Regions from separate parts of the Rattus norvegicus genome. Here region 1 is linked to region 2. The links are chromatin contacts, called in public Hi-C maps. All regions are on one chromosome and are shown on one strand. The core of a region is the stretch at or near the end of the contact, and the rest is flanking DNA. Distances in the headings are between cores, read along the strand shown.

The links. Hi-C and Micro-C count contacts between places; a contact is called where the count stands out from the background.
Region 1: a Hi-C map of Schwann cells shows a contact between it and region 2, with 6 times the contacts expected there. The contact joins the enhancer-like site here to the promoter of Recql5 in region 2. A contact is called at or near these places in 11 of 12 Hi-C or Micro-C datasets (the A7r5 cell line, the Rat2 cell line, Schwann cells and 6 more) and 1 of 1 datasets of contacts at active chromatin or transcription factors (oligodendrocytes).

Annotation. Positions count from the first base shown.
Region 1 is chr10:101,723,108-101,727,811 of GRCr8, reverse strand. Itgb4 (integrin subunit beta 4) reads right to left here. Exons shown (of 40, transcript NM_013180.2): 19 at 4,027-4,060; 20 at 3,530-3,721; 21 at 3,171-3,274; 22 at 2,856-2,914; 23 at 2,660-2,683; 24 at 1,802-1,950; 25 at 1,536-1,715; 26 at 900-1,048. Among named protein-coding and RNA genes, the nearest start is that of Itgb4, 20 kb to the right of the region's middle. Within about 2 kb of position 2,286, at least 1 of the 93 cell types and tissues checked has an H3K27ac peak or open chromatin away from gene starts, as enhancers often do. A contact at or near this core is called in Schwann cells, where this site is marked.
Region 2 is chr10:101,661,339-101,666,083 of GRCr8, reverse strand. Recql5 (RecQ like helicase 5) reads left to right here and starts at 1,502. Exons shown (of 19, transcript NM_001105853.1): 1 at 1,502-2,179; 2 at 4,368-4,489. The coding sequence starts at 2,050. Sap30bp (SAP30 binding protein) reads right to left here and starts at 1,329. Exons shown (of 11, transcript NM_001108305.1): 1 at 1,187-1,329. The coding sequence starts at 1,292.

The DNA.
Region 1 (4,704 bases), core at 1,037-3,536, 61 kb before region 2:
AACTCCACGAGTTCAAGTCCAGCCTGGTCTACATAGCAAGTTTGAGAAGAGTCAAAGCTACATATTGAGATGCAGTCTTTAAAAACAAGTGGAGAGGGGCTGGGGATTTAGCTCAGTGGTAGAGCACTTACCTAGGAAGCGCAAGGCCCTGGGTTCGGTCCCCAGCTCCGAAAAAAAGAACCAAAAAAGAAAAAAACAAAACAAAAAACAAACAAGTGGAGAGGTGGCTTGGTGGTTTGCACCACTGACTGCTCTTTCCGAGGACCAGGGTTCAGATCCCAGCATCCAGCACATACATGGCAGCTCACGACTGTCTCTAACTCCAGTCCTAGATCTGATACCATTAACTGCCCTCCCTCGAGCACACATGTGGTACACAGACATGCATACAGACAAAATCCCATACACATAAAGATATATAAATTTAAGAGCCCTTAGCCGGGTATGGTGGTGCCTGCCTTTAATCCCAGCATTCAGGAGGCAGAGGCAGAGGTAGAGGCAGATAGATCTCTGTGAGTTTGAGGTCAGCTTCATCTACAAATCAAGTTCTAGTCTTAAACACCACACACGCACGCATGCATGCACGTATAATTAAAACTCCAAAGTCCACTAGATTGGACAGACAGGTGACTATGCTATCCTGGGTCACTGAAGGGTACACAAGGATGGTTTCAGTAGATACCTGGTCCATCCAGGAGACTAATCCCCTTGCCCTGAGTTCCTGGCAGTAATGGGACCCTGCCAGGGTATCCTTGGCACTTTGGGTGAGTCACTCCTGATGGCAAGGCCATCTTTGTCTGGGGATACTGCGAGCATCCGAGGATTGAGGCAGCTATGATGGATGGATTGGGGCAGCTACCATGGAAACCACTGGACAGTCCCCCTTGACTGAGCCTTACCCGGTGTCCATGTGCTGTATTATCCTGTGTGCTATAGGAGACCTGGGACTTGCCGTTGTCCAGGATGTGCCGGATGACAGGGATGCGGGCCACCTGGTCTCCACGACTCACTGAGTATTCAGGCTGCTCAAAGGACACTATCCCGCTAGCTGCAAGGAACCGGGGTGCTGGTCAACAGTCCTGGATCCAATTCCTTCTTAGCTCCTTCCCTCCCTCCCACCCACTCCAGGCTCCAGAGGGATGGGATGGAAATTTCTTCATAAAGAAGTGAAGGGGCTAAAATAAAATCCAGCAGGCAGCCTGGAAAGTCAGGGACAGGGACAAGTACCTAAGAGTTGGGGATTCCCACTTGGACTGAGGATGTAGCTCAGTGGTAGAGCATCTGCCTGCCATGTTGGGTTTTGTCCCCAACACCACAAAGAAGAAAGAGGAGAGACTGAGCCGTGACTACCACTTAGACCTGTACCAGGTGCTGTGCAAAGGCACAGCGATGGCCTCCTGTGCCCATTTTACAGATGGAGATTCTAAGGTTCTCAGAGAGTAAGTGATTGGCCTAGGCCCCATGGCCCTGTCCCACTTCCACTTGATATCAGGAGGATCAAGGAACTCAGACCCCGGCCCCCAACCCTGACCAACCTTGCTCCTTAATGATGGTGATGTTTACCAGGCGTCGACCAAGGGTGGCAGTGCCCACGGGGACATCAATGGCCTCCACCAGCAGCTGTTTCTCATCATCATCCTCAGGCCGGATGAAGAGGGGCACACGCACGTCCACCAGCTCTACCCCCTCCTGGAACTCCACCATGCCCCGGGCATCTGGGGTACGAGTCAGACATGGGTCTCGGGGCCACGTGGGGGAGGGGAGGTGGAGCAGCGTAAGGTGAGGAGGCTGCATTACCTACCCTGCTCTGCTGTGAGGGTGTAGTAACCAGGGGCCACCTTGAGTTCATGGAAGGACCCCTGCTCCACCTGCTTCTCTGTCAGCTTCAGCAGCGACTGCTTGGCAGAGCGGGGCGCCAGCAACACTGTGTCCACAATGGTGTGGTCTTGCCTGGGTTGTGTGTCCAAGTAGAGGAGGAGGGACAAGATGTGAGTCAGCACTGGCTCCTCCTCCTCCACCATCCTGCCACTCACCAGGGCTTCCCCGCCCACCTCACCAAACAGGGCTGCTGTACAAGGGTTGGGTGTGGGGCAGCAGGGAGGCTCAGGCCAGGGACTTAACCTCCCTGAGTCTCGGTTTTCTCATTGGAAAATGGAGTCAGAAAGGGGGACACTCTGGCAGTCACCGAGAATGTTGGCTGAGATGGCTGTGAGCCCTCAGAGGTGCTGGTCAGAGCCTGGCCACGTGTGGCCCATTCCAGTTCTGACTAGCTGTAGGGCTCCTTGTCACCCACCCTCCTCCCCAGCAGGGCAGAAGCTGCAGGACCTGATGTCTGTTTGGTAACCTGCCTGCAACTGAGGCTCAGTGTGAGAATCTCTGGCCCTGGGAGAGGAGGGGCAGGGCCACGAGCCCATGGGGCAGGGGCTGGTCTCTGTTTTGTTTTAGTTGAGGGGTCGATTCACGGTAAATGCATCTTATAAGTAGTTGCTTGATGAACAGACCTTGGAGGGAAGGAATTGAGGGCCTAGCCAATGGCAGACTTAGGGCCTTCCCTTCCTAAGGTTTGATCAGAGGGCTAGAGCGGGTGGGCAGGTAGGTGGTCGGAGCTCAGGGTGGAGGGAAGGAGGTGGGACTGCCCATCTTGTATTCTTCAACTCACTTTTTCCCAGCGTTGGGTTGCTGTCTGTGGGGACAAAGGAGGGCCATGAGCCATGTGTCTTTTGGAGTGGGAGCTTGAGTGAACAACTCCCATCCAACCCTGGGCACCCTGGCTGCCTGAGAGCAGGGTTCAGTGCAGGCAGGTACCCCAACACCACCACACACACACACCCGACCTGGGGCTCCCCAGGACTCACCGGAACTTCGTCTGCTGGAGCTTGTGTACGCCGTTGACTTGTCTGTATACCTCATTCAGCTGTCAGGCAAGGGGAGAAGGTTGAGATTAGGCCAGAGGACCTCTCCAGCTTAGGTTCCCTAGGCCTGAGGGATGAACCCTGAAAGCCAGGCTCTGCTGCCACCCAAGATGACCCCATTCGAAGCACACGTCCAAAGAGCTCCTCTCCCTCCTGCCTAGAAAAGTCTAGGTTCCGGGGCTACAGCCCTCGGCTCTCCCACAGGCGGCCACCGCACCCACGTCTGGTGGTCCCCACTCAGCTGATTCTGGTCCTCACATTTTCCTCCACCTCCTGGCGTAGCTGGTCACACTCTCGGGTGCCAGGCTTCATGAGGTTCTCAGTGCAGAGGCGGCCAAGGCGCAGGGATAGCCCATAGGGTACTGTGTGGGAAATATGGGCACCGTCAGCCCGCTATGCAGAAGGCACTGCAGAGCGTGACCTCTACACCCCAGCCTAAGGCCAAGGACAACTGGCCGTTGTCATTGTGTCAGGTACACATAGGCCCTAGAGTCTTGGTGCCATCGTGATGGGCCATAAAGGAACTGAGTCCCCAACCCCCAACGAGAACAGGAATGGTATGACCTGGGTCAGGGACAGAAATCCCAAGAAGGGCAGCATCCAGCCCTGCCCCTCACCGAGCTCTGTGGGGCTGATGCTGGCAGCATGGGTGGCAAAGCCAGGCCGTTGCACATTGTTGGTGATCTTCCAGCGGACTGTGTCTCGTCCCTTGAGGTTCCCACTTCTCAGCATGGGCGTGTCCAGGTGGTCAGAGGCCATCAGGTTCTCCCGCAGCATATAGTGATCTTCCTTAAAGCCCACCATGTGACCTGCGGGGAAGGGTCCTCAGCACCAGGGACCCCACCTAGGCCTTCATGCTTTTTTTTTTTTTTTTTTTTTTTTTGGTTCTTTTTTTCCGGAGCTGGGGACCGAACCCAGGGCCTTGCGCTTCCTAGGCAAGCGCTCTACCACTGAGCTAAATCCCCAACCCCTCACCTAGGCCTTCATAGCTGTACCCATCAGGTGGAACCCAGGGCCTCCACTTTCTCTGCTTTTGGCTCCACCCACACATCTCCTCCGGCCCAAAGAAAAAGCAGTCAGATACCCACTGCTCACACTTGTGCCTGGCCCATACCTTGGTTGCAGCAAGGAAGAAGTCCCAGGCAGGCCTAGGAGATAAGAGTTAGAGGTGAGGTTAGGATGGTTGTCCCAGGTTAGATAGGCCACTCCAGGCACCTCCACGTCAAGTCTTTTCACTAGAAGTGTGTGTGTATGTGTGTGTGCATGCACGAACATGTGCAGGAGCCTGAGGAGGACACGTGTGTGTATAATGTGTGAACATGTGTGTGAGTGTGTGTATATATGTGTGTGTGTGTGTGTGTGTGTGTGTGTGTGTGTGTGTGTGTGTATGTGCAGGAGTCTGAGGAGGACACCAGGTATCCTGCTCTGCCATTTTCCACATTATTCCTTTGACACAGGATCTATCATTGAACCCAGAGATAGGCTGGTGGCCTCCCACAGCACTGGGGTTACGAGGTGATAAGGATTCAAAGTCAGGTCCTCATGCTGCTTCAGCAATGCTCTGACTCACTGAGATATCCTCCCAGACCCTACTTCTCTCACCCTCCCCTTCCTTTAAAAATAATCTTTCACCAGGCATGGTGGCGCACACCTTTAATCCCGGCACTCAGGAGGTGGAGGCAGGCGGATCTCTGTGAGTCTGTGAGTTCCAGGAGAGCCAGAGCTGTTACACAGAGAAACGCTGCCCCCTTCACACACACACACAGGCGCGCACACACACACACACACACAC
Region 2 (4,745 bases), core at 253-2,752:
GTTTGGTTTCCAGTACCTACACCAGGCAACTCAGTTTCAGAAGAGCCAATGCCACAATGGGCAGAACTCATTTGCATGGTCCACTCCATATGTATATGAAAAGAAAATTAAACAGTAAACTCATGTCTTAATATTTTTAGTATAGGCTGGGGAAGTAGCAAAGTAGTGGAATGCTTTCCTAACATGTGTAAAATCCTGGGTTTGATTCCAGTTCCAAGGGATGGGGGTCTGTTACATGCTGTTGGTCTATTAGACCAGTTAGAGCCTTCCCCTCTTTGAACCAGCCCAGCAGGTTGCTTAAACTCCTGCTTTGACATACCATACACATCTCTATCTTGTCTCATATGCAACCTCAAAAACGCCTTCTATGCGCAAGACTCTCTTCCTCATTGTTTTACCCTACTTTGCAGCTGAGAAGACCCAAAACTCTGGTATATAAGGTAATTGGCTTCCTCTATTCATTCCTTCAAGAAATCCCATTGTGGTTTGCAGTCTGAGGGCAACAGGATTACTGATAGGCTTTGAAAACTCACAAAGCAACAGAATCGCCCTAGAGCCTTAGAAGGCTTAAGGATGTCCAGCACATTCTACGAAAAAGCTACAGAATTATGCACTTTGGAGAGATGTATTTTTAAAAGCACTAGGACAGACTTTGAGCCCATTCCTAAAAAGTTACCAATTTAACGAAACGCAAATTTTATCATCCTCCAGGTACATTTCACTCCTCTCTTCCCCATCAAACAACGAGGCAGTGATGTCTCGGCTAGACACTGATGCGGCATCCCTTGGTCCATGCTCTGGCCAGCATGATGCCTTGCACAGAAGGTCGCAGAAAAAGAGATCATTCATACAAGACGTTCTAATGTCTGACCTTGGTCCATGCTCTGGCCAGCATGATGCCTTGCACAGAAGGTCGCAGAAAGAGAGATCATTCATACAAGACGTTCTAATGTCTGACCTTGGTCCATGCTCTGGCCAGCATGATGCCTTGCACAGAAGGTCGCAGAAAGAGAGATCATTCATACAAGACGTTCTAATGTCTGACCTAGAACATCCGCTACGCTTTGGGGTTCCAGGATCCGACACCAGGAGCACAATAAGCATCGCTTCTCCCCAAACCCCGCTAGAGAAGCAGCATGTTTTAACCATAACAGATACCAATCCCTCTTTCCAGCTCAAGTCTCACCAGCCGCACTGCCTACAGCGTCGACTCCAGTTTCGCCATCAGATTCAGGATCTGAATATTCCGCATAAACTGCAAGAGACGACAAAACATTCTTCTTCCCCGCCATTTTATTCCCACAGCACGGTGTGGCTCACACCTATGACTCATAAGCCGATTTAGGTGCGAGAAAACCAACTTCTTCCGCATCCCAGGAGACTCCGCGCCCGACTGAAAACCAATCAAAAGGGCCGCTTCTGGGCATGGCTCCACCCCTTACGCGCAGCTCTTGGAAACGTCATCAGCACGGGACGGAAGTAAGGTTTTGCGGCTTCTACTTCGCTGGCTACTCGGGCGGTTTGGTTTCTGAGTTAGAATTAGGGAGTAGTGTTCTTTAAAAAGCTGCAGAGCCAACCGAAAAGAGCCTGGGGTCTGACATCTTAGGGAGCATTTGGCTGGCGAAGGGCGAAACCTGTTGACTTGGGGCCCAGAGGAAGGGGGGCTCGGCATCCTGTAAGGGAGAGTGGTCTCTATGGCTTTGCTTCTAGAACAAGGACCCTAGAAAAAGGATTCCAAGTTCTCCAGTCGGATCTGAAGACGTTTGCGGGCTTTGTTGTGGTTCAGTTTCTAGTTCTGTTCCACTGACCTGGAAAGTTCATTGTTTTTATTTTCATTAAAGGGAGAAGTGATGTTAACTCCTCAGGGATGTATTGCGTGAAGCAATTCAACCTTCACTTTTACTGCTGGAGAATGATATATTTAAGCGTAACATAGCAGATTATACTGCAGAAGAAACAAAGGCTATATTTTAAAGCGGAGCAGGGGGTTTCCTGGGATAACCTTTGACTACCTTTGCATTCACCTTTTGGCTGCTGCTTTTTGCAAAGATGAGCGCCCGTCCTTTCTCCACTCCCTTCGACCGGGAGCGGCGAGTCCGGAGCACCCTGAAGAAAGTCTTTGGGTTTGATTCTTTTAAAACACCTTTACAAGAGAGTGCGATCATGGCTGTAGTGAAAGGTAACATGACAAGCTACCTGTTTTGCAGACTGCTGGTTGTACCGTCGTATCTCTGTAGCACAACACCCTCTTGACTCCTACCTCCTCACCCTTTATCCATTACTGGTTTGGAAATCTTTCACAACTAAAGCTAGGGGTTGTTTATTGATGGTAGGTGTCTATTTGTTTGTTCGTTTATTGATATGCTGTCTATGTAGCCCTGGCTGGCCTGGAATTCTCTATACACATCAAGTTGGCCTCAAACTTGAGCAGCCCTTCTGCTTCTGGGTTATTAAATACTGGTATTACAGGTATGGGCTATCATAACCTGCTACAAGTTTTGGACAGAACCACTCACGAGTGTTCTGGTGTTTATTCATAGCCAGACCCACAGATTGCCCTTGACGTCTGTTCCTAGACGCCCGTTCTTGTTCCTGCACAGGTAGTAGCAAGGGCAGCAGTAATGCTTAATCCTGTCAGTGACCTAGGTAATCCTCTTACTTGTAAGTTCAGTAGCTTGAGTTCCAGGTAGAAAAGAAGAGACTATAACATTTGAAATGTAAATAAAGAAATATCCAATAAAAAAAAAAGGAAAAAAAAAAGACTCAACAACAACAAAAAAGAAAGAAAGAAAGACTAATAACACTGTAAGCTGGAGAGACTAGGAACACTGTAAACTGGAAATAGGGTGACTGAGGTTGTCCAAATGGGAGGGAACAGCAGTGCCCTACCAGTGACAGGCTTATTAACAGACTTCTGAGTGGTAAAATAGCCTTGGCTTTCTACCCCGGTGTGCCCAGAACTCTGCTTCCCTGGGTGTTTAATCCAAACACTCACCCCCCCAGCAGCTCAAGACTACTTAAGCCTTGTTCTGTTTGTTTTTAGAAACAAGTTCTTACTACACAGCTTGGCTGCTTAGCTGACCTAGAACTAGCTATGTAGACCACTGGCCTAGAACTAGCTATGTAGGCCAGGCTGGCCTCGAATTTCCAGAGGTCAGTCTTCCTCTACCTATACCTCCTGAATGCTTTCTTACTTTTTGATGTTTTGAGACGCAGTTTCTCTCTGTAGTCATAGCTGTGCTGGAATTGACTTTATAAACCAGGCCAGCCCCTGCCTCCTGAGGGATGGGATTAAAGGTGTGTGCTACCACACTCGATGAATGCTTTGCTTATTTTTATTACCCTTATTGTTAAGTTCAAGACCACCACCATAAAAGACTCCCAGACTCAATTTAGATTTTAATTAGCCAAATTTGGTAAAGCTGTCAGCCTCGCCGCAGTCTCGACACTTGATCTTAGCCAAAAGGCCGAGAAGCGATTGCCGCAGTCTCTGACCCAAATCAAGGATGTGCTACCCAGAAGTGGGTAAGGAAGGGCTTTTAAAAGCAAAATCCACGAAAGCTCTTCTACCCTGCCAAGATTAGATAGTCAAGGTGACTCTCTAAATAGTCCTTGAATGACTGCATAAGCAAGACACAGAAGCCACAATCAGCAGTTAGTCAGAGCATAACAAACTAATGGTCAGGGCTGCCCATTTCTGAGTATGTGGGGGGGGGGGGTGTCAAGGAGTCAAGGTTGCTGGGAACTTATCTTCAGGAACTCGAGTCGGACACAGATGGTAACCAGCACAGAATGAAGTTTCTTTAGCTATCACAGTATCACCGTTAGAAGCAGTTTTTCCGAATGTCTCGGTCTCCCAAGCGTGGGGAAGGGAATAAATGGAAGGAAGCAAACCTTATACCGAGACATTCCCGTGTGCAGATGCTCTGCTAGATGCTTTCCCTACATTCTCATTTGATTTCCAACAATCATCCAGGCTTAGTTGCATAGGGCTGGAATCCCAGCATTTGGAACACAGAGTCAGGAGGATCAAGCAAGTTCAAAGCCAGCTCAGTCAACAGAGCAAATTCCAAGTCGGCTGTGGTTAAGTAGTCAAAATCCTTCCAAAAAAAGAAAGAAGTGGTCACAGGGGGGTGGGGGGGCAGGTATGGTGGATGGTGGTGCACTCAGGAGGCAGAGGCAGGCAGATCTTGGAGTTCAAAGACCAGCCTGGTGTACAAATTGAGTTCCAGGACAGCCAAGGCTGCTACACCAAGAACCCCTGTCCAAAATAAATAAATAATGGTAAAGAAAACAAATTACTCCTTCAAAGGCATTAATGCAAGAGGCATTCAGATCTATTGAAGTGTTCTCTGCTCTCTTTGCAGGTGACAAGGATGTGTTTGTGTGCATGCCCACAGGGGCAGGGAAATCTCTGTGCTATCAGCTCCCTGCCGTGCTGGCTAAAGGGATCACCATTGTGGTCTCTCCTCTCATTGCCTTGATTCAGGTGAGTCTTGCAGAGGAGTGTACATGAAACCTCAAAAGGATCATGAGGGACAGGGGCGTTTTGCTTGTTTGCTTTGGCCGTCACCTTTCCCAGTTTTCAGATAAACACACACTGCACGTGGGGCACATCCCCCGCCTCCCTTCCCTTTTTGCCCTTCCCTCCTGTCTGTTCACTTTGTCCCCTTCTAATTTTACTTTCAATTTCTTTCATAGACACTTTATTCATATACCATTATCTATAGATCCATCTAATTGGC